Regions from separate parts of the Mus musculus genome. Here all the other regions are linked to region 5. A link is a contact called in public promoter capture Hi-C and targeted proximity ligation data. All regions are on one chromosome and are shown on one strand. The core of a region is the stretch at or near the end of the contact, and the rest is flanking DNA. Distances in the headings are between cores, read along the strand shown. Region 1 holds the start of Gcnt1 (glucosaminyl (N-acetyl) transferase 1, core 2). Region 2 has its middle 33 kb from the start of Gcnt1. Region 3 has its middle 110 kb from the start of Gcnt1. Region 4 holds the start of Prune2 (prune homolog 2). Region 5 holds the start of D030056L22Rik (RIKEN cDNA D030056L22 gene). Region 6 overlaps Prune2 (prune homolog 2). Region 7 holds the start of Vps13a (vacuolar protein sorting 13A).

What was found. Promoter capture Hi-C pulls out the DNA fragments that hold promoters and counts their contacts.
Region 1: a promoter capture Hi-C map of pre-B cells shows a contact between it and region 5. A contact is called at or near these places in 2 of 39 promoter capture datasets (cranial neural crest and pre-B cells) and 4 of 130 datasets of targeted methods (embryonic stem cells, extraembryonic endoderm stem cells and pro-B cells).
Region 2: a contact with region 5 is called in a promoter capture Hi-C map of the HPC-7 cell line, with 6 times the contacts expected there. A contact is called at or near these places in 4 of 39 promoter capture datasets (the HPC-7 cell line, cranial neural crest, liver and 1 more).
Region 3: a contact with region 5 is called in a promoter capture Hi-C map of pre-B cells, with 4 times the contacts expected there. A contact is called at or near these places in 5 of 39 promoter capture datasets (the C10 cell line, cranial neural crest, frontonasal cranial neural crest and 2 more), 1 of 484 Hi-C or Micro-C datasets (B cells) and 1 of 130 datasets of targeted methods (large pre-B cells).
Region 4: a targeted proximity ligation map of astrocytes shows a contact between it and region 5, with 4 times the contacts expected there. A contact is called at or near these places in 2 of 39 promoter capture datasets (cranial neural crest and hippocampal neurons) and 1 of 130 datasets of targeted methods (astrocytes).
Region 6: a contact with region 5 is called in a promoter capture Hi-C map of hippocampal neurons, with 9 times the contacts expected there. A contact is called at or near these places in 12 of 39 promoter capture datasets (cranial neural crest, embryonic stem cells, frontonasal cranial neural crest and 7 more), 5 of 484 Hi-C or Micro-C datasets (B cells, cortical neurons, palatal mesenchyme and 1 more), 10 of 130 datasets of targeted methods (acute myeloid leukemia, astrocytes, embryonic stem cells and 2 more) and 1 of 9 other capture datasets (embryonic stem cells).
Region 7: a contact with region 5 is called in a promoter capture Hi-C map of pre-B cells. A contact is called at or near these places in 5 of 39 promoter capture datasets (the 3T3-L1 cell line, cranial neural crest, hippocampal neurons and 2 more), 1 of 484 Hi-C or Micro-C datasets (muscle stem cells), 5 of 130 datasets of targeted methods (astrocytes, embryonic stem cells, forebrain and 2 more) and 1 of 9 other capture datasets (liver).

The regions. Positions count from the first base shown.
Region 1 is chr19:17,355,209-17,358,361 of GRCm38.p6, reverse strand. Gcnt1 (glucosaminyl (N-acetyl) transferase 1, core 2) reads left to right here and starts at 1,695. Exons shown (of 3, transcript NM_173442.5): 1 at 1,695-1,805.
Region 2 is chr19:17,322,147-17,325,303 of GRCm38.p6, reverse strand. No RefSeq gene overlaps it. Among named protein-coding and RNA genes, the nearest start is that of Gcnt1, 33 kb to the left of the region's middle.
Region 3 is chr19:17,249,571-17,252,848 of GRCm38.p6, reverse strand. No RefSeq gene overlaps it. Among named protein-coding and RNA genes, the nearest start is that of Gcnt1, 110 kb to the left of the region's middle.
Region 4 is chr19:16,954,499-16,957,906 of GRCm38.p6, reverse strand. Prune2 (prune homolog 2) reads right to left here and starts at 1,789. Exons shown (of 20, transcript NM_181348.4): 1 at 1,615-1,789. The coding sequence starts at 1,650.
Region 5 is chr19:18,711,983-18,715,060 of GRCm38.p6, reverse strand. It overlaps D030056L22Rik (RIKEN cDNA D030056L22 gene), which reads right to left and starts at 1,826. Exons shown (of 2, transcript NM_001374130.1): 1 at 1,402-1,826. The coding sequence starts at 1,737.
Region 6 is chr19:17,135,191-17,138,480 of GRCm38.p6, reverse strand. The region is part of intron 9 of Prune2 (prune homolog 2); the gene reads right to left. Among named protein-coding and RNA genes, the nearest start is that of Prune2, 180 kb to the right of the region's middle.
Region 7 is chr19:16,779,015-16,782,421 of GRCm38.p6, reverse strand. Vps13a (vacuolar protein sorting 13A) reads left to right here and starts at 1,489. Exons shown (of 72, transcript NM_173028.4): 1 at 1,489-1,752. The coding sequence starts at 1,653.

The sequences.
Region 1 (3,153 bases), core at 446-2,945, 1.4 Mb after region 5:
GACTCAGTGGTGTAGCTCAAATAATCAAAGCATTTGCTTAACATGCCTAAGTCCCTGGTTTCCATTACAGTACCCAACTGAAACCAAACAAACAGAAAACAACACAACGGAAAAGGAAGAGGTGTGTGTGTGTGTGTGTGTGTGTGTGTGTGTGATTCTTATAGATATTGACAGCTCAAAACACACTTAAACTACATAGGATAAACCTCTGCAGGGCAGATTAGTCCAGAAAGGATGGGGGAGACAGCTCTTTCTCATGAAAACAAATGACAGGCTGACGTTCAGATGTCACATCCTGACATTCCGTGTGCATGACAAAATAAATCATAAACCTCATGTGGGAAAGGGCTCATGTCCTTTCTCTGTTCTAGACCTAACACATAATCCACTATAAAAGGAGCTGGAAGTGTGGCTGGTCTTCTAGATGATCCCAGTTCAATTTCTACCACCCGCAGGGAGACTCACAGCCATCTGTAACTCCAGTTTGAGAGGACCAATGGCCTCAGAGGGCACTGTATGCATGTGATGAACATACAGACACACAACACATCCATGCACATAAAATAATAATGGAATTAAACTTAGAATGCATTATAACATTACTTTTCTGCATAAAATTAGAGCAAGAGAGCGAAAACTGTCACTGGAGGGGAAATCTCTTAAGGAAAGGGTCGAGGTTGAAGGAAGGAATCATTAACTCCCAGTTCATTGTTTCTGCAGGTGGCCAGAGCTGATGTTGCTTTCCCCTGGAAGACTCCAGGGAAAGGGGGAGGGGCAGGGAACAGGGACAAGGCAAACAAAGCAATCTTCCAAGAGTCAACCCCTAGAATAGAAGAGAGGAAGGGGCCAAGCTTAGCAGAAAGGACACATGGGGCTGGAGTTGGCATGAACTGGGGTGTTATTGTTCCACTCAGTAGACACCACTATCTCCTGTTCTGTTCTGTTGCGGGCAGTCCTTGGGGCAACCTCTTCAGATCTACAGCCCAAGAGGGTGAATTTCACAGATTGGTGCTTCCAAGACAGCTCAGCCTTGCTTTCTACACTCCCACGGATAATGTCTTCTATCCTTGAGGGGCACTAAGCATGCTCACCTGAGACCCACATGCTTGCAAACTTGTAGTTTCTCTAATCTGTATATTTGTGTATTGTTTACTATGTAAAGCATAACGTGTAAAGTGAGTTAGTACTACGAATTAAAGTGCGAAAGAGGAACCAGCTTTCAAGTAAAATCAGGATTACTTGGCAAGCTGCAACCAAAAAACTGACATTGCTTGTGAATATATTGGTTATTCAATAAATTCTGACATTCTGGTAACACAAAATGAGATACAAGGTTTATCTAGAAAATGATAAGGCATGGGCGACTCTAAAGTTGATGCAGTATAAACACGTTGGGCATTTTAACTTTTTACTTATTTTTAAGATCAGACAGGACAACAGTTGGCACATTTCCTGCTTCAGAGGAAGAAGACATAAAAGTTCTTAAAAGATCCCATCCAGGTAGCTTGTCCTTGGCCCAGAGAACCAAGAATTCTTAGGAAGCAAGAGGAAGTTTGGATTCTAGTTTTCTTCCCGGACAACTGCAACTCCCAGAGGGCGCCCTCACCTCGAGCGGTGGCCGCAGGTGGGCGAAGTGGAACCGGGGGCGTGGTCTTAAGGGTGGGCCTGGGGGCGTGGTCTCGAGGGTGGGTCCTAGGGCGTGGCGCTGGCTCGGAGGTCTGGAGCGCAGAAGGCTGAGCGCGCCAGTATCCGCTTGGCGAGCCGATCCAGCACTGTTTCGTGCGCCCTGCAGGCACAGGCTCCAGGTAACCTAGGCTGGGCCAGCGGTGGGGTTGCCCGGCAGAGTTGGACAGCACCGAACCGGATCTAACGGGCGGGACGGGCTGCACCAAGGAGGCAGTGGTGCTGGAGCAGGGAGAGGGCGCTTGGTTCGGGAACCCGGCTAGGATGGAGCAGGAGTCCTCTTAGCACTCTCCTTCCGGTCCTTCGGTGGGACGCGGATACACACGTGGCATCTAGAAGTCACTTTCTGACCACTCTTTCCCGGACTGGTGCAATGAGTGAGGGCTTAGAAATCAGGGTTGGTTGCAGGCATGAAAAGTAGAGACGAACGGTGTCTTGGGCGCCAAAGACTTAAACTTCGTAAGGCCACAGGCCAGTGTAGAGACGTTTGTGACTCCCTGTTAGAGCGCCGACCGAGAAGCCGACGCTGGGGCAGAGAATGACTACTTTAGGGTGATTGCAAACAGACTGGCCAGTTTGGGGTCCAAGCAGTCGCCGCTCTTCCTCTTGCCTTGGGCTGCAGGTCTGTTACAAAAACGGGTAATTCTTCTTAGACATGTTAGTTCTTTAGTTTTTGCTTTTTCTTGGGTTATTACTTTTTCTTTTCTTTTTTTTTTCTGCCTTCCTCCCTCCCTCCTTCATTCCTTCTCTCTTTCATGTGGCTTCGAACTCAAAGAGATCTTCCTGCTTCTGTCTACCAAGGTTAAAGATGAGCGCCATCACACCTCAAGAGTGAGAAGAAGTCCATCTCATGCGCATAGCTGCTCCCAGTCTTAGTTCTTTCAGTGCAGAATAAAAAAATGCAACCCCTTTCCCCGTGCAACTGTGGAGGATCCTCCAGTGGAGGATCCGAGCTTGGCTCTGCAAAAAAAAACAAGTGTCAGCTTGGTGTGTACTCTTTATCTTTCCTTTTCGCTGCAGAAGAGAACTGCTTTGTTACAAATAATGGAGCTAGAGGCAAACTGGTAGGTAGGAGGTAGTGTTCAGAGAGAGCACTGGTGCGTTGACTTGAGAAGGAGGGTGGGTGGGGCTGTGACCTGAATTTGGTGAGTGGTGGTGGGGGAGCAATATGATTTCTTCCTCTGGCCTGCTGCCCCTATTTAGAGCTGTTCTGAAAGGCGGGTTTGTCTTCTGGAAAGGAAGAGGAGGGGTAGACAGTTTTGTTTTGTTTTGTTTTGTTTTAAAGATCAGAGTAAATTATCTGTTAGTAGACAGGGACCCCTCTGCAGAGGATTGGAAGAAGGTTTCAGTTCTGGAAAGATGGAAAGCTACAGGTATCTCTGCTTTCCTTTTTCCTTCCTTCTTCCTTCTTTCCTTCCTTCCATCTTCCTTTCTTTTTCAGGTTTTAAAGGGAGGAAATCTAGCTTTCTT
Region 2 (3,157 bases), core at 199-2,698, 1.4 Mb after region 5:
GCTTGCCTTTCTTTCTTTCTTTCTTTCTTTCTTTCTTTCTTTCTTTCTTTCTTTCTTTCTTCCTTTCTTCCTTTCTTCCTTTCTTCCTTTCTTCCTTTCTTCCTTTCTTCCTTTCTTCCTTTCTTCCTTTCTTCCTTTCTTCCTTCCTCCCTCCCTCCCTCTCTCTCTCTCTCTCTCTCTCTCTCTCTCTCTCTCTCTCTCTCTCTCTCTCTTTCTTTCCCCTGCTAGGGAGACTAGCAAGCTCTCAAATGCTGGGCAGAGCTACTCTCAGTTCTAGATTGATTGATTAATCAATCAAACTGATTGATTAGTTGACTTGGGTATGGTCTTGTAATATAAGCCAAAGGGGCCTCAAACTCCTGATTCTCCTGCCCCAACTCTCAAATCTTGGGATTCCAAACATGTGCCATTCCTCCTGGTTTCAGATTTATTTCTTTAGGGCGTGCGTGTCTTCATGTGTGTGTGAACTCACTACAGGATAACCTCAGGTGTCATTCTTCAGAACACTGGGCACCCTCCTTTGAGAAGGGTCTTGCTGACCTAGAATTTAACAAGCAGCTTAGGTGAGTTGGCCTACAGGCCCCAGACACCTTGTCTCTCCTCCTCAGTGCTGGAACTGCAAAAGCCATTCTGTCCTGCTGTTCATTTTTACATAGTTTATGGGGGCTCAAGCTCAGATTCACGTGCTTGGTGGACAAGTACTTTACCAACCAAACTAAATCTCCAGCCCCAGCATTTCCCATTACCAGGAATGTGCTAATCTAAACCAGATTAGGGATCAAATTAGCAGTTTTGATGCCAATGGATATTTTCAAAATATTCATTCTCAATGCTTTAGAGCTTGTCTTGAGGAAAACTACGTATGATGTGGCCTTCTAGAATAACAAAGATAATGAACAGAAATACGTGCTTGGGGTGTTCCCCAGACTGCACCTTTTTGAGTCATTCCCTCTAGCTCCATAAAATTGCTGGCTGTCAAATCTGTATTTGGAGCTTGTATGTCATATGGTTTGCCTTAGGGAATCCTACTCCCTCTGTATCTTGCATGTTTACTCAAGGCGGAGGGACCCTGCCACCTTCTTGTTACTCCAGGAAATATTTTGGATTTAAGTTGTGGAGCTTAGCAGCCTGTTTTAAGGCCTTATGCTTTTGTAGCTATGAGATTTCTCAGTTGTATAGGTCAGGAAAAGCAATTTCCAGAAGTAGCCAGAAGAGCGATGAATATGCTATCAAGGGGGTGGGGTGGGGTAGTGCTAGCACTGGTGTTATTTTATGAAAGAGCCATCCATGCATACGTAGGATATGTCAGTCTGTCCTCAAGATTTCAGAGTGCTTGGGTTGGTGGCGGTTTTGCATTTGGCTCCTTAAAAGGTACATATGTGGGGTTGGAAAAGTGCCTCAGAGGTTAAGAGCCGTTACTGACCTTCCGAGGATGCAAGTGATCACCAGCACCAATGCCAGTGACTCAACTGTGAGGCTTAAAGAACCAGACCACCACAGCCCCACTGAGGCTGAAAGGTAAAGCTTTATTTGGGAAAATGAACATCCAGGCTGTCTCCAAAAGAAGGGAGAGTAGCCCCATGAAAGGGGAATTTTTATAGGTTTTTATTGAAGTTTTATAGGTAGGGTGATTTTAGTTATGGGAAAAAGAACCATAGAAGGCAAAAGGGAGCTCTGTAAGCAAACTTTTATGAGGCGGGCCCCTGGCTAATAGGATAGCAGAAGCCTGTGGCCAAGCTGTTCTTGTGAGATAAGGGGTCAGCAGACTTCAGAGAAATGCAGACCGCCCAGTTTGCGTCTCCATATCTTAGAATACTCCATCTGAGGGTAGCCTAACAACAACCTCCTGTAACTCCAGCAGCAAGGTACTGACACCCTCTTCTGGCTTCTTTTGACACTCCAGACATAGGGTGTTTATGCGTACAAACACAAATGAATGAAAATAAAAACATCTTTAATACACATATATGAATTTATTTATTTATTTTGTATTAGGTAAGATTTTGATGTCATGCTACTTACCAATGAGAAATGGGTGTTTGTCTTTAGCAGAACGAGAAGCCACTCACTGTCTCCCAAAGTGCCTATGTGAACATCCCGCCGTGGGCGTGGCTTCGATAAGCAGTGTCCGTATAGAAGATTCTGTCTAACTAGAGAGTTTTGTGCAGTCTGTGTGAAAGATTTTTTCCACATTTAAGATTAGCTGAGAATAGAAATCAATGTCATTCCAAGAAACCATTGGAAGAAATTCTGGACACTGCTGGTTTAAATATTGCTAGACGTTTATAATTTACTTTTGTTGTCTTTAGACACATTAAGAAAATGTCCTGGCCTAGATAGAATTCTCTTATTTGACTTGATTTAAAAGAAATGTTTTCTCATTAGAGACTTTTTTTTACCCTACCCTTCCACTCAAAGAAGAACACCCACTTTAATATGTTCCTTGAAGCCCATTCAACTGATGTTTACTGGGCATTAGTTTACTGCATGCTCTACATACCTTGCAGGTAAGGTTACGTCCTAGCATAATCGCCTGTACTATTCTAGGTACAACTTGTAAAGGAGTTAGCTAGACAGGCATGACTCAGAGGGCATCTGTTGTTTTCAAGCAAAAACATCTTCTATTGTTTCAGCTCTCCTCCCAAAGCTACTGCTTTGCTTTGAGTATAACTCTTCTTGGGGGGAAGGCAGGTATGCTTGGTTCTTCCACAAAGCAAGACCACTAACGAACTTTCTCTCTCTCTCTCTCTCTTCCTCCCTCCCTCCCTCCCTCCCGCTTCCTTCCTTTCTTTTAATAGCAAATGCAGTAAGAAGTCACGTAGGTAGAAACAAATAGTTCACTAATTTTGAAGTTGTTGAAAATGATCCCTTAAAGGGCGCGTGGAGATCAGAGAGAAAAATAATGAAGAAGCATGGTAAATACTAAAGCATCATTCCTTTCTCTCACTCTCCGTCTCTCTGTCTCTCTCTGTCTGTGTCTCTGACTGCCTCTCTCTCTGTCTCTCTCTGTCTACCTGTCTCTCTCCCTAACCCCCCCACCCCGTGTGTGTGTGTGTGTGTGTGTGTGTGTTCCTTGTGTGTCTGCAAATGGAGGCCAGAGGCCAGGTATCTTCCTCTATCACCCCTTCCCTTGTTTTTTGAAAGAGTAGCTAGTGCT
Region 3 (3,278 bases), core at 54-2,553, 1.5 Mb after region 5:
AGGTACAATTTTTCCAAAGTTTGCTCTGTGAGTTAACTGCGGGGGGAGGTGAGTGTTCTTCCCTGCCACAGGAAAGACATGGAAAGCTTTTATCCTGCAGGAATGAGGGCTTCCCTGGAGCCACATAGACAGAGTCCTCTAACCCCCACTATCCCATTCCCTGACTGTATACTCTACAGTCCCTTCCAGAAGCCACAAGCAATTAAGGTGGAATTGTGTACAATAGGTGGTTGGGAGCAGTTAGATACTCAGATGAGGGTCTGGTGACCCTCCCCACCCCTCCATGAGAGGGTGTAAATGGCTAACTCCGGCTAGGATTATCCTTTGACAAGAGGGCAGAGCTGAGCTCTCCAAGGTGACAGTTGCTTGGCTCTTGGGGTAGTCACTGACAATAGCATAGCAATGATAATTCGATTTTCCCTAAAAGTTCATTCACAAGACATAGTTTTCTTTACTGTGCATGTGTCCAAAACTAGCCCAGGCTAGAGTAACCTACGCACCCTATTCCAGGATGCTTCAGGAAGTGTTTGGCTATAAAAAGGGGAGTTTTTGGGTGTCAGCAAGCACTATAGGTCAAAGTGTCCTGAGTGCTTTGTTTTGGTCTCTCTGTGTGTGTATGTGTGTGTGTGTGTGTGTGTGTGTGTGTGTGTGTGTGTGTGTGTGCTGCTTGACACACGTGGGGGTTTTAAATTGCTAAGTGCATTGTTGGTAAAGATGTGTGTATGTAGCTCAAGTTAAGAGGGGCCCTCAATTGCTAAGCTTTCCCCACACTTGTCTGTCCCATTACTGTGAAAGCAAGACTGACTGTCCCCAGGCCTGGGGGTGTAACTTGGTTAACAGTTTGCTTGCCAGGCACACACAAAGCCCTGCCTTCAGTCCTCCATATTGCATATACAGATGTGGTGTTGCATGCCGGTGATCCCAGCATCCAGAGGCGGAGGCAGGAGAATCAGAAGCTCACGGTGATCCAGGACTACAAAGCAGGTTTGAGATCCACCTGGGATCTGCAAGCTTTTATCTCAAAACACCAAATCTTCCTGGCTTGTAACCCAGAAGAGCAACGAAAGGGCTTCCAAGCTGAGGGTGAATTTCGCCTTAGTCGAGGGGTGATTCTATTTCATTTCTGAGATTGAAAGTGAAAGGAGACATGAGAGTTCTGAATTTCTTTTCTCATTTTAGTCTCAGGAACTTCTTGAATGTAAAAAAAGTAAAATTTCAGTCAACCGTGCCATGTTAAGCCGCAGTAAGACCAGGCACTTCCCCCTATGCTAAGGCTGGACAAGGCAACACAACAAGAGGAAAGAAAAGAGCCTGAGACAGCCCTCGCTCCCACTGTTAGGAGTCCCAGGAAAAGACAGAGCTACGTAACTATAACACACACGCAGAGGGCCTAAGTAAGTTCTAGGTAGGCTCTGTTTCTGAAGAGAAACTGGGGAGGAGTGGATGGGGGCAGGGGTGGGGCAGAGGGAAGGTATGGGGGAGAAAATGGGGGAAGAGGAGGGAGGGGAAACTGGTTGAGAAAAGGAAGGAAGGAAGGAAAGAAGGAAGGAAGGGAGGGAGGGAAGGAGGGAGGGAAGGAGGGATGGAGGATAGAAGGAAGGAGACAAGAAATATATTTATATATATTTTAAAGTAATATTTCTCTTTTATACTTTTTTCTTTTAAAAACGGAGCATGCTATTACTCCTTTTCTAACAACAACAACAAAAGGAACAATTTTTTTGAGCACACTGGAAGAAAGCCAATGGCCTGGGCAGTTAGTAGAGTAACACCTGCAACTTAGAGCCATGGGCCATGAGCAGGAAGGGGCGGGATGCCTTCCTATGCTCTGCAGGAAGGGGCGGGATGCCTTCCTATGCTCTGCTGAAGTTGCTATGTTTGCAGCTTCTGGATACACAGTTCGTGCCTGGAAGGAGGAGAGTCCAGACGAGCTGGTGTCACAGCAGAGGTCGCAGGACAGCAGGTTGCATTCACGGTGGCTCCCACTAAACTTCTAGAACATCTAACTTCTTTAAATCATGAAATGGCTCAAATAAATGCAGAATAGAGTGAAGGCCATTTGAGATCAGAAATGAAGCAAGGCAGGAGAATGTATTCAGAAAGAAAATACTTCTTAAAAGTACACACACACACACACACACACACACACACACACACACACACACATATATATATACTTCTTAGGGAGGAAGCAGGTTGGAGGAAGAGGAAAACTGGAGTTACTTAGTAGTAAGGGTGGAGGCTCCAATGTCATAAAGGTTCAGGGGTTGTTTCCACAGCATGAGTTTTCTTATATGTACTCTATGTGTTGTGTGTAGTTCTACATAGAACTTCACTTATACATGTCTCTAACACCTTAAATCTCTATGAAAAGTTGAGCCCTTTAGGATTATGATGGGTATTGGGTCATACACTCTGGAGTGCCTCTGTACCAGTGAATGCTGCAGGGGTTTCCAGTTTTCCTCCTTGCCCTCTCGTTTTCCTCACATGCCGATGTTGCAACCATTTTGTAACTTCTTCCCTGGCTCTCTGTCGGGGCTGCTCTCCTTCCTCATCACTACCCTGATTCCACAGTGTTGAAGATGCCCCTGTGAATGGAACACTTAAGAGTGTTTCGGAGAGATGTCATGTTGATGTGCTGCGGCAGTGACTTAGAAAGGCTGAGGACACAGACCCTGACCATATGAAGAGGCCATGCTTAACACAGGCGTCACAAAACAGCAGTGTTCAGTGTCCCAGGGAATGCAAATGACAGACGAGATTCTATCCCTTCTGGGTTATTTTCCTATATTAGTCATCTACTGCAAACGATGCCCAGAAGGAAGTCATATTTCATTCCCTCCACTTCTTCCTGGTTCACGCATTAGGAAGCATGACTGGTGAACATGCTTGCTGTGGCTGAAATAAAAGCCAGTGTGTCGTTTTGTTCAGTGTTTCTGTTGCTCTGGTAGGAACACAATGCACGTGTGTGAATGCAGCAACTCAGTCAATGAGATCACATAATGACGTGGAAACTCAATACTTCCGCTTGCAAATTAACCGTTCATATTATTTGCATTTGAAGTTGATGTGCAGCTGGCAAGATGACTTAGTGGGTAAAGGTGTCTGCAGCCAAGCCCGATAATCTGAGTTTAATTCCAGGGACTAGTACGGTAGAAGGAGAGAACGTGTTCACACAGGTTGTCCTGTGACCTTCACAGGCACACTGTGGTACAGGCACACTATGGTACGTGCATGCGAGATCATGAACATGCACACACATAGATAGATAGATAGAT
Region 4 (3,408 bases), core at 540-3,039, 1.8 Mb after region 5:
TGGCTAATGCAGGAAGCTGGTAACAATTTCAAACAACCTCCGTTTTCCAGTTCTTTTTTTTTTTTTTTTTTAATGATGTAGAGCAATTGGTCGTCTAATGAAGGGACTCAGTAAATAAATTAGACATCACTTTCCGCTGATGATTCTGAAAGCGAATCTCCATTCCAGGAATTGTTCAGAAATGAGACTCACAGCGGACCACACAGTCTGAACATTACTGTTAGAAACCAAGACAACATATATGATGGACCATAGCCTCTGTCCCAGACTCTGCGTTCAAACTCAGTCACTATCCGCTGACACACAGGCACATCCCACAAGCTTCCAAGGTTGACTTCACGTTTCCAACATCTTTCTCCTATTCCTAGGTGAGCGGTGGGTGCTTATTTCAGTAAAGACACAAGGCCGAGACTGAGTTTCTGCAGTAAATGGCTTTCTTTTCTTTTTCCAGTGTATCTTAGTGAAACTTCTAAGGGGTCAAAACCCACAGAAGTGATCAGACACTTTCTCAAATCTGAAACTAATCCTCCCAAACACTGCTGGTTGCCAGACTGGAGGTCGGGATGGACTAAAGGTAGGAAACAAAGTATCAGTTTTAATCAACCTCAATGGCCTCTTTTTAAAAAGAAAGCGGAAAAGAAAGAAAAGATGTCTACACTTGATGCTCTGGTGGCCCTCCCTGCCCTTTGTTTTGCCCCGGTGACATCCTGCCTTTTATTGGAGGCACCACCTCAACAGATTTTAGTAGCTTCTTCTGTGAAGGTTTAAAGGAAACAGGCATCATACATTATGTATTTTCTTTTATGCCAAACCCATAAAAGTACTTTTGGTCTTCACAAAAGGTACACTTTCTAAATAAGCCCACCTTTTGTTTTTTAAGTGCCAAGACTGAAACATTTCCTTTATGGTCATTATTATTATTGCCATGCTAGAGAAAAGTGCCTCTCCTGTTCGGAATGGGTAGCAAATGTGGAAACACAATGAAATTGCAGTTTATTGTTTACATTTTCAGACAGAAAAATGCACAAGACCATCATGCGGGGCTCTTCCCTCAGCCCCATCAACCTCAAAATGAAGCCCCCTCAACCTTCAGCCTCTGCCACAGGGTGTGGAGAATACCCTGGAATGCCTCTAAGTTCAGCTCTGAGCAGGCTCTGAGAGTTGCCACCCTGATCCAGGCAGAGCCCTGGCCCTCACAAGGGCTTTGCCACTCCCAGCCTAAGTACTGTCCCAGGGCTAGGTTCTTCCTTTTCACACCTACAGGTCTTGCATCTGGGGAAAGCTGGACTTTTTTTCCTCCCGGAGGATCACCACCCTCCTTCACCCACTGTCTGAGCAACTCTCTCAGGACTGAGGCTCAGGAGACCAGTCACATCAGTTCAGACAGGCCTCACCACTCCACCTCTGCACCTTGCCTGACTGCGGAGGAAGATCGCTGATACTAGAGTTGCAGAGGTTCTTTGCTGGTGCAGCTCGCACACACAGATAAGTAATCCGCAAAGTTGTTTTCACCCTCCTCATCCTCCTCTACTGTGCATCCTCTCCTCCCGACTCCAGCGGCACACACCCACACTCAGACACACAGACACACGCACCCCTGCAGCTTCAATTTACCAGTTTAGATTTGGCGCGTTGCAAAAATTCTTCCATGTCTCTGCTAGGAACTGGGACCAGGGGTCCGGATGGAGAGCGCCGAGAGAGGAGAGCTGCGGTGGACTTGAGCGGGATCTCCAGAAAGTGGTCGCTTTGCGCAGGGACCAGCCGCTCCCTAGGCGGGCCGGCCGGGACTGAGCCCTCCTTGCTTCCTCTGGGCGGCTTGCCCAGCCCACGCCCCGCGGCAGCTCCAGCTCCGACTCTGTCCTAATAAGGAAAGTGGGTGTGCCGCCCGGGAGCCCAGGGACCGCCACCAGCCTGCTGGCACGCGCGCGCCTCGGGGGCCCTGACGCGGGGCAGCTGGTGGGGGTGGCGAGGGGCTCCTTGGCCAATCGCAGAGCCCCGCGGTGGCCTCCTGACGCGGTGCGCTGAAAGATGCTGCAACCATGGACAGCGCCCAGAAGTGCATGCCAAGTGCCAGGCAGGGTCTGCTGCAGTGACACTGCTGCAGGCCTCAAGGCAGCCAGCAGCCAGCAAGGAAAGGTGGGAAGAGGGGCACTGGCCCCAGGAGGAGGCCTTGTCCTCGGCCAGCGCCTCTCTGGCTGGCTGGCACTGTACTGAGTGCCCCAGTGGTCACTTAATGAGCTGGTCTGTTGCCCTGGCCCAGAATGCACTCAGGGAGAGTGGCTGGAGCTGGGAGGGAGAGAGGGAGGGATCAACCAAGGGAGGGCAATATTGCTGAGCTAAAAGCATGCGACCTTGATGGCTATTAACCAGAAGAGCTGGCTGGGAGGTTGTGTAGGCTGCAACTTTTCTCCCTACCCTACAAGCATACCCATCTAGCAACCGACATCCGCAGCTCAGCACAAAGTAGATTAGATGCCTTTGCGTCGGCCCTGCGGCTAATGGATAGCTATGTTCTCAGGCAGCCTCTGTATACTCTGGATATGTATGTTCAGGGAAAGCTGGGCAGCACAAGACGGTAGTTTCACAGACCAGCATCGTGAGCATCGCTGAGCTGATTAGAAATGTACTCTTGGCCCCCACCCACTAAACATGTGTCAGTTTCTACACCATTCTCAGATATGTCTATGTACACTCACATTTAAGAAGCACGGCAGCAAGCATCTACATCTGCAGCTATGAGAGTATTCTATACCAGGGAGGTCTGTGTACTTTTGTTATTCTTACTTAGGTTCTCAGACTCCTTTATTCACAGAGTGTTTGCACACTGCCTGTAAGAATCCCATTGCCTTCTCCTTAGCCCATAATGCCTGACTTAACACTTCATGCCTCAGCACAGAGGTGTTCTCTAGCCTGTCTCAGGGTCCTGTTCCTGTCCAACTAAATCAGCATCAAGCGATGTGAAAGCCACCGGATCAGCCTGGTGTCGGTGTGCTGCCCATGAAATGCAGCCATGAAGCTCCGATTTCTAATGAACTCCAGCACGTGTCTGGATCACTGACAAGGTAATGAAACAGAGATTTCTGGACCACATTTGCAATTTCAAATCTGCCTGTGTGTGCTTGAGGCTGTGTCGATCTACCAGTCTCCCAAGGTTTGCACAGGTTTGGCATCCAGGGGTCAAGCTTGTTGTTCACCGTGGCTCCCTGACAGATTCATTCATGGGTGGAATCACTGCCCTTTCTGCATTTTCTATTAGCAACTTGGGTTTTCTACTGTGCTATAAATTGCTTGAGTGCATGGTTATATCCTCTCACAAGCTGTGAGCTCCACAGAAACCTCACCTACCTCATTCAGAGCTGGGTCTCTAACACGACACGTGTTACGTGTTTATAGACCCTCAGCTAGACA
Region 5 (3,078 bases), core at 577-3,076:
GGCAAGGATTTATGCCCTCATCTGAGCAAGCAGAAATCAGGCAGACACTGACACCAGTTTGCTTTTTGTTACATCCTTTTCTCCTGGATGATTAGCTCTTAAAACAAACCTTTGTCTTTGGAAGCTAGAAAAGATGGAGAATTCCTATCTTCTCAAGGTTCTTCAGAAGATAAGGAACTCAAGGAGCAGAGCTGACAGAACACTCCTGGGCCTCACGGTCTTCTGCTGGCTGCTACTAACAAGGGAAGACCAACAGGTCTAGCCAACTGTGTCTAAGCAAGGACTGGATGGTGTGGTGTCTGCTTACTGAACGCTCGCTCCCCTTGGCCAGTCAGTCTCTCTCATCACCTGTGCACATAAAGCTAGGGTGCCTGCAGTTACATCCAATACTTCTGCTTAAGAAACCAGTAACTTTCACCTAAAAACAGTGAGTGTAGTATTGAAAGATAATCTCCCTGAACGCCTTTAATCTCAGCACTCGAAAGGCAAGAGGAAATGTGGATCTCTGGGTTCGAGGCCAGCCTGGTCCAGGACAGCCAGGGCTACACGAAGAGAAAATTTCCGTTATCTTATCAACTTTGTTATAAAATAACTAGAAAAGGACACTGAGCAGACGCATGCCAAGGTGGCTGAGTTTGGCGAGCTCTAAGAATCACCCTTGCTTCTTCACCTCATGCTCCACCAACTTATGCAAGAACTGCTTTAAAGAAGGCTCTTGAGTCCCTAAGTCGGGCCAATGCTGTGCGATACATATATAGTATGGGTTATAACTCACTCGAAGGCCGGGCAGTGGTGGCCCACGCCTTTAATCCCAGCACTTGGGAGGCAGTGGCAGGCGGATTTCTGAGTTCAAGGCCAGCCTGGTCTACAGAGTGAGTTCCAGGACAGCCAGGGCTACACATAGATAAACCCTGTCTGAAAAAGCAAAACACTCACTTTAAGTTTTCTAGTCACGTGTCTAAAAATAAAATTAACAAACAGTACACCCAATATGCGGCAAGTTGCTTCGTGTGTAACACAGTTCAGAACCCGACCCTTTATCTTAAAACATATTTGGCGCTCCTACTCTTCTTACACTTAAAACACATAAGTTTGGTCAAGTTATATTTCTAGTGTATTCTGTCTGATCACATGGCTAGCGGCTACCAAAACAAAGCAGCGGAGAGGACAGTGAGTCCAACAATCCATTCTCACAGCACTGAACATTAGGAGTTAACAGGTCCTCTGATGAATGCTACTGGAAAGCATGCTAGAAGTTCTACAGCATTCCCCATCAAATTAAACGCCTCTCTCCCGTTGGTCACTGAGCTGACCCTCTAGGGTCCAGCCCGTCTGGCCCACTCGATGGCCCGACTTCCGCGGCCTGGCACCGAGCTCCGGGCTAGTGAGTAGCGGACCTACCTGGCTGTGCACCCCGTCGGCTACCTGCGGGCTGCCCGCGCTTTCTACTCTGTCGCCGCCGCCCGCGGCCCGGGGTTCCTCCTGCTCGCCAGGAGGTGGCTCTCCGGGCTCCCGGCTACAGCCCTGCAGCTCCTGTCTGTCGTCCCCGCCGCCGCGTCGCTTGCGGGGCGCAGACGCAGGCTCCGCCATGATCCCCGCGTCCCCCTGGCGCTTGAGGGGCCGAGCCGTCCCAGACGGCGGGACCCAGAGCGGCGGCTCCTCGGGGAAGTCGCTGAGCAGGAGCCGCTTCCAAGGCACGCGGAACGTGAGCGGCTCAGCCGCACGCCGCTTGGCCATGGGCCAGGGACGAGGGTCGCGCGGGCGGCGGGCGGAGGGCGAAGGGCAGCGCAGAGCTCGGCTGTCCCGAGGGCGGACGAGACGTTGTGGGGGAGCCACCGCGCAGCGCCGGAGTTTCGAACCTGCGCCGTGATGCGCGCGCACCTGCGCCCATCCAGCACAGCCGCTGGTTGGTGGAGGCTCGCGGTTCGCGTTCCCGAGCGCCCTTGCGGCCGGAAGTGCGCCCTCTGAGGGGGCGGGGCATGGGGATGTGGATGGAAGGAGGCCGCTACCCCCTGGCGGCCTTCTTTTGACTTGCACGGTTGTTCGCATTCCCCTGTGTGTGCGCCTCTCGGTCCCCAAGCGAGGACTCGGGCAGGAGCGGCCGAAAGACTCCGCGGCCTCAGAGGTCCCAGCGGCAAGTGCGCTGGGGCCCTTTCCTCTGTGCTGCGATCCTGGGGCGGCGGAAGTGTCTGCTTAGCCCGCAGCGGCCTGCAGGTTCCAGGACCTCTCCAGTGGGTGGTGTCTTGGCAGAAAAATGTAAACCGTGGCAGAAATAAGTCCGTACTTTTTTTTTTTTTTTTTTTTTTGGTAAAAAGCAAAAAGTAACTAAAGGATAGGGTGCTTGCCTACCATGCCCAAGGCCTTAGATTCTATCCCCAGTGCTGCAAGGATAAGGAGAAAACGCAGTAACCAAACAAAACTAAGGAAAAAACAAAACAAACAAAAAGAAACCAAGCCCATCAACGCTCCGGAGAAACATTCTTTCTAGGGCATGGTAGAGCTGTTTTAGCTGATAGGTACTGTGTATGGGTGTATTTATGAATATGCGCCATGTGCATGCTTAAATATCTCTAGATGTAGTTGTAAGCCATCTACACAGAGAAACTTCCTTCCAGCACTGGGGATTGAACCTACGGCCTTGGGCATGGGAGGCAAGATCTCTATCCTTGAGTTACTTTTTGCTTTTACCGAAAGACTAAAATACTGGCTCAAACAAACCCATCACGGTTTGCATTGGTGGGAGGACAGCAAATAACCAACAAGCACAAACAGCGTTATCGGTAGTGTACAGAAAGTTCTGTTTGATCGCTCCATTTCCTGTTTGCACTTGGTAATTCTTCCACCTGGAACAAATGATAAATTCGCCATTGCCATTTTCACACTAGTGACACAGATGATTTGTTGTGCGGAGACCATGTTCCAACACAATAGAATACAACATGGGCAGGTGTGTTCCTTCTGTTCTCCAGAATCTTGCTGCCCTCCCCCCACCCCGCCCCTCATTCCTTGTGATACTTAGCATTATGTACACAAGGTAGTATAAAGCATATGCATAGCTAAAATGACCGTAACACGCAA
Region 6 (3,290 bases), core at 456-2,955, 1.6 Mb after region 5:
AAAAACTAAATGGAATGAAAAAAGAAATTCACCTAGATGCACCAACGAGAAAGTTAGCCCAACATCTGGTTAAAGGGAAGCCCGCGGGGCTTCAGGCTTTGTTTAGGTTCTAGAAGCCACCTTTGCATTACAAAGCGGCCCCCTGAGATGTCCCCAGAGTTGCTAGCTCCAGAAAATCAACAGACTCGCCTTCTTTTATTTGCCTTTGAGTAGAGGGCAAGGAGGTTCAAGCCATTGTAATGCACTTTCTACTATCCTATGAGAGTTTAATTTGTCAATAAGAGCAGTGGGCATTTTTTGTTGTTTTGTTTTAGAGGTGTGTAGATATTAAATTTCTCAACAATTGACATCCCACAGTCTATTTTCTTTACTATTTAAATTTAATTATCCTACATTTTTATGTTCTGGGCATATTACCAATTATAATGCCAGGAAAACTTTCATCACATGAAGACTTTGAGATGGCTTATTCTGAAGCAGCTCCCATCTTCCTCTGTGGGAGGCTGGGGGGGGGGGGGGCTTTGAGGAGGGGGAAAGGGTAGAGATGGGGATGGTGCTAGAGCCCTGGAGCTCTGGGGTGACTAGGCAGGGATGAGTGGTGGTGGTGGGGACTGGGGCTGGGGTGGGGCGGGGTGGGGCTGGGGTGGGGCTGGGTGGGGCTGGGTGGGGCTGGGGCTGGGGCTGAGGCTGGGGCTGGATGGGTGGGGTTGGGGTGAAGCTGGGGCTAGGGGCACTTTTCCTGGTTGGATATGGGTCTAAAAACTACTCACAAAATCAGTTACTGATACTAATCTGTAGAGAGTCGGGCAATTGGTGAAAGGATGCCCCTCTCCCTTAAAACATGGCCAGTGCTCTCTTTGCAGGGCAGTATCTGCCACCCATCACCTCTGCCGGGTAGAAATCGAGTGTTATCGTCTAAAGTGGCCAGGGGCACTTTATCGTTAATTGCTTACACAATTTACTTTTTCAGCGAAATACTGACATTTCATACATAAAATAGTGGTTCTGTCTCTTGATTCTGATAGGCCAGTGCGAACAGCAGAAGCCCATTTTTGAGAGTGACCTACTTCTGTAGCTTAGAAATCAGGTAGGTTGTAAATGTTCTAAGATTTATCAGAAAAATATTGAGAAGTGGGTGTTGTTATAGTAGCTTCGATAACTTTTAGAAACGCAAAATGTGAACTCCTCACTACTCCGGCAGCCTGCCCACACCATCCAGACATTACAGTCATCCTCTCTCGGCGGTCTCAACAGTTTTAACACGGTCACTTCCTCTAATTTATTGTCTGCATATTTATCCTAGACATAAATGAATAAAAATTGATTATAGCTATGCAGAGGTGTGTTAGATAATTGTCTGCAGCCAGGAAGGGGGCGAGAAATCGAAAGCTTGCCTGCTCCTTGGTTCTGAGCTGGTCAGCTGTCGGGTGTCAGGGGTGAGGGACCGGGCAGAATCCAGCCTCCTCTTGCCCCCTCCTCCCTCCTCCAACTTCCCAGCGGCAATAGACAGGCTTCAAGAAGGACTGTCTCCATTGCAATCTCTCCTCGCCCGGCCCAATCTTCCTAAAGTCTGACCAGGACCCACCTACCTTCTGAGGGTGACAGGAGGCTTGCTAGCGAGAGGAACAGAAAGATGCGCGGTTCTGGCGCTTCAGCATCTCCCTTCTGGAGCAGTTAACACCAAGTACAGATTCGCCTCCATTTTCTGGTCACGTGATCCCTGGCACATCTAAATAAGGCTGATCACCTGCCTCCTAGATCTCCTAGTGCACCAGCCTGCTGTGCCTGGCGCTGGAGCAGAAGCTGGGAAAGGCAGCGTTTGGGAATAGAAAATACTCCCGCGGGATTATGGAGTCACAAACACCCTCTTGATTTTTATGTCATTTTTACGAAAACCGCTGCCACTCCTTTCTCTGAATAAGGCTGCATTTGAATTTCTTCAACATACAAGTTTGAAAGAGATTCCGTTCCTAGAAACCTTTTAAACACACACACACACACACACACACACTACCTCTACAGCGTATCTACAAAAAAAGGTAATTGAGCATTTAATGAACAATGATTAAGATAATACAGAGAACCATAAAAAAACATAGAAAAAATAGTTCTAGAAAAAAAAAGTCAGAAAGTTCTAGAAAAGCCAGGATGCCCACCCAAGACTCATACAGCTCTAAGGTGCATGGTGGATTAAATATGCTGCAAACAGAGATTTGAGTTTGAATCTAACCTCACTTACTAGCTAGTTTGCAGGAGACTATGACAGCATGGCGCCTCAGCTCTCCAGCTCACAGACAGCAATAATAATGCTACTTTAAAACTGTAAGATAACCTATCCAGCGGGGCTGGGTTGAAATAGCTTTGCAGCAAATGTTCACTACTATTAATTCTAGAATTGCCAGCAGAGACTGGGGATGCCATTCTGCTAGAAAAGCATTTGCCTCATGTGTACAGTGGTCTTGGATTCAATCTTAATAAGCCAGGCATGGTGACGCATGCCTATAATCCCAGCATCCAGGTGGAAGCAGAAGGAACAGAATGCCAAGGTCATCTTTAGCACAATAGCAGTTGTGAAGTCAGCCTGTGATACACAAGGCCCTCTCCAAATGAATGAATGATTCAATGAGTAAGTAAATAAAGAAATATATATATAAATTACAAAATAGAAATGCCATCTGGAGTACCGATATAATTATGGCAAGTAAAGTATCAAAGGACATTTATATAATAGATGGGAACATAATCAGTTTCAGCCCAATTGTTATTTACTTATTTATTCATTTATTGAAAAACTGTCTTGCTGGGTTGAGGCTGGCCTCAAACTAATGGTGGTCCTCCTGTCTCTGGGGTTACAAATGTGAGTCACCATGCCCAAACTTTATACCAACTCTTAATTAGAGACACTTTTAAAACTCACATTTTGGGCACTGTGATTAAAATGCTTCCTGTTCTTGCAGAGGACCCAGATTCAGTTCCTACCACCCACACCAGGTGACTGACAACCACCTGTAACTTCAGCACCATGGCATCTAACACCCTCTTGAGCCTCCTCTGGGTACCAGCATGCAAATGGTACACATAAACTCATGCAGACACTGGTACACACACACATAAATAAATTAAATGTTTTTTAAAAACCTCAAAGCTTTTGTAAAGTTGTTCAAGCTTTAATTTTATGAATATCAATCTACATTATCAGATAAAAAATATGGATGGTCTAGGCTTCTTCCAACAGTTACATAGCAACAGCCACATACAGCCTGGCTTGCTATAAAAGGGACTGCGCTCTC
Region 7 (3,407 bases), core at 240-2,739, 1.9 Mb after region 5:
CAACGTGAACTTTGATGGAATCATATCTGCGTTTGTCCTTGGGGACCATAGGAGAAGCAGTCCAGTGTTTTATATCTTCTCTGGGATCAAATTTTAGAATAGGCTCAAGAGACGACACTGCCTAATAGCATTTGCTTCAGAGGACCTGAACTCCGTTGCCAGCACCCACCCACATGGAGGCTCACAACCTCCTGTAACGCCAATAACCAGAGAGCTATTCCTGAGGGTACCAGGTACGGATGTAGAAAACACTTATACACACACACAAATGAAATTTAAAATTGTGCTAAATAAAAACTCATTAAAAAAAACCAACATGGATGAAGGTTTAGAATCTTGATAGAAAAATCCATGAAAACAGAAGGGGTCCTATTTGGGAAGAAGGAATCAGTCAATAGGACAAGAAAGAGTCATGGGTAATAAACGACCAAAATATACACATTTATCAAGATGTTATAATGAAACCCATTATTTTGTAAAATATATGCTAATATATTCTTTAAAAGCTTAAAAAAGTTTACACTATTTTTGCTCTTTTTTTTTTCTGAAATAAATTTGAGATACTTGATGACTATGCACAAAATACACTCAGTGCCAAATCAGGATGTGCCTTGCGAAGAGAAAGTTGAAAGTGTACTGCTGCCTCTGAAATCCTCAGAGGATTAATGTCGGTTCTGTAAGTTGCACCTCTGTCTTGTGACCTCAGGACTTTGGGACCAATTTTCTCTAAGTCCAAGCGTGGAGCGGAGACACTACTTATTTTAGCTTGGCCACTAAGGCTCAGAGGTGTCTTTCTTGGTTCTTGGCAGGCTCTCTGCTGTCTCCGGACTGACTCAAACGTGCTACTCTTTAACATGACTGGCGGCTTTCACATAAATGATTTGACCGGAAAAAGGTGCCAAGAGCAGTTGCACATTAAGAACTTGGAATTTATCTCCCAACTTTACTCTCCCTCGCCCCTCCTCAGCACAGATTAGTAGCTGAGGAAGTAAGGGAAGGCAACTGAAGGGCCAGTTCGCATCCTTGCCAGGAGAAGGGAGAACGTCAGGAAGTACCCAAGCACCAAGGCTGGCCGAACCTCACAACTGGTAATAATGGGGGAAAAGCGTCCTGGGAAACTGCCTCAGGAAACTTCCCGCAACCTCGCACCAAGCTGTACACTCTCCACTCTTTGGATCCCGCGATCTTAGTTTTCTCTTTCGGAAGCGGCGTTCCTGTCGGTTATCATCACGCCCCGCCTCCTAGAGAAAGTTCGCTGCGGGTAAAAAGGAGAATCATTCCGGGGCGGGGTCTCCAGCGCTCGACTGGTGTTCTGTTGCTAAGCGACGGATAGGAGGCGCGGCCGGCGGGAGAGGCCCGGCGGTCCGCTCGCGGGCAAGGGCGGGCCCGCGGCTGCGCAGCCGCCGTCCTTCACTCTCGCTCCCGGCCGCGCCTCCAGTTCCGCGTCGGTCACGCCCCCACGCGCAGCCCGAGCTGCGCACGCGTGGTGCGAGCGGCTACCTTCCTTCTGTGGGGCTCGCGGTCGGGTTGAGGGGACCCGGCAGCACCCGCACCGTAGCTGGAGCGGGCCGGGAGCCGGTAAGCCGAGCCGTCTCGAGGGAGGAGCAGCCCGGGTAGTGCCGCGGTGCCCTCCGCGGCAGAGAGGAAAAAAAATGGTATTCGAGTCGGTGGTCGTGGAAGTGTTGAACCGGTTCCTGGGAGACTATGTGGTGAACCTGGACGAGTCCCAGCTCTCCCTGGGCATTTGGAAAGGTAACGGGGTCGCCGCTCCAGGGTCGCGGGAGACGGCGGCGCGGTTTCTCGTGGCTTCGGTCCTTGGCCAGCCCGGCGCCGCCACCTGCAGCTGCCCGCCTCGCCCTTCAAGTTATGTAAAGCGGGGCGGCGGTTCCCGGGCGGGCGGGCGGGCGGCGCGAGCCGTGAGGTTGGGGGAGGCGCTGGCTGAAGCCTCGCGTCCCGGTGGGGCCGGGTGCTGGTGACCCTTGGCCTCCGCTGGGCAAGGGAGGCATCCCTGGCAGTTTGGCCCCGGGCTGTCAGGAAGGCTCCGGCGAGCCCACGGGGAGTCGCACGCCGACTTGCACGTGAAGACCAGGCGCCGTCCGCGAAGACACCCTTCGTCCCTTCCCTGCCCCACTTCACCGTGCTTTCTAGGCGAGTTCCGGTCCGGCCACTGAACTTGGACTTGGGTGTTGCTTAGCTGGGACAGGCAAATGACAGGGGGAATAAAAGGAAAGGAAAGCCCCTTTCAGAGTATCTCAGAGTTACTTAGGTTTTCAGGTCGCAGCCTGACCAGGTGGGAATGTGGGTGTTTGTAAGACCTGAGTTTTTTGTTTTTTTAAAGAACGAAAAGAAAATGCAGGAAAACAGACGGTCAAAATGTAATTTGGGCTTTCCGTTTCTCGGACCTGACGAAGACGTGATGAGCACTCCTCTCTGTTGCTTAGATGGGAAGGGCTGCATCTACCCCTTCACTGCAATGATTTACCTAATACAGTGTCTTATTTTTAGTGTTTCCATCTGTATTGCATTAGACTCTTGTTTATTTTAAGTAGCTATTAGCAAGTAGAGGCCTTTTTTGAAATGAACGTTCCAGGCCAAAGTTAGGGTTAATTATTTGTGTAAATAGTGTGTGCATTCTCTGATAATGTACTTACTTAAAACTTTCTAAAAGTTCTCGTTTATCTTGAGCCTTCTCATTTTTGAAATAATGAAAACAAGTAATTTAGTTTTATTAAACAAACAAGCCCTCAATGTAGCTAGGTACCTTCTTCCACGATAACGTGGGCAATTGATCTGTAAGAGCTAGCACAGCCTCTTTGAGATCAGGTACTTGCAAGTTGCTTAGTCTGCGCTGCTTCTCAGTTGCAGAGTGAGGATAACAAAACTCTGTAGCTCAGAAAAAAAGCCTGGAAGAATATCTGAGCTGGTACCTGGAGAGATGGCTCAGTGGTGAAAAGCGCTGGCTACCTTTCCAGATGACTTGGATCCAAGCCTGGTGTCCACATGACAGCTTACAATCATCTGTCCCAGGGCATCTGCCTTTCTCTTCTGGCTCTAGGGGCCACTGCACACAAGCGTGTAGTGCACAGACATACACACAGGCAAAACACTCATACATACAGATGAAAACAATAAAATGAACAAGAAAACGTTACTTGAACAGTGGTTTGATTTGTAGTGAAATGTTTTGTACATTTAAGGTGCAGGCTGTGTAAACTATAATTCACCAAATTTATGTATTTAAAGTTTACCTAGAATAAAGTTGAGTCTTGTGAATAGTTTTGTTTTAATAAACCTTAAGAATGTTTCAACTATCTCAATAATGATACAAAAAGATTATAAGCCTAGGAAATTCCCACTTCTTTTCTTTGTAATTGATTCTTCCTCGAGTGGCAGTTACTTATCTGTTC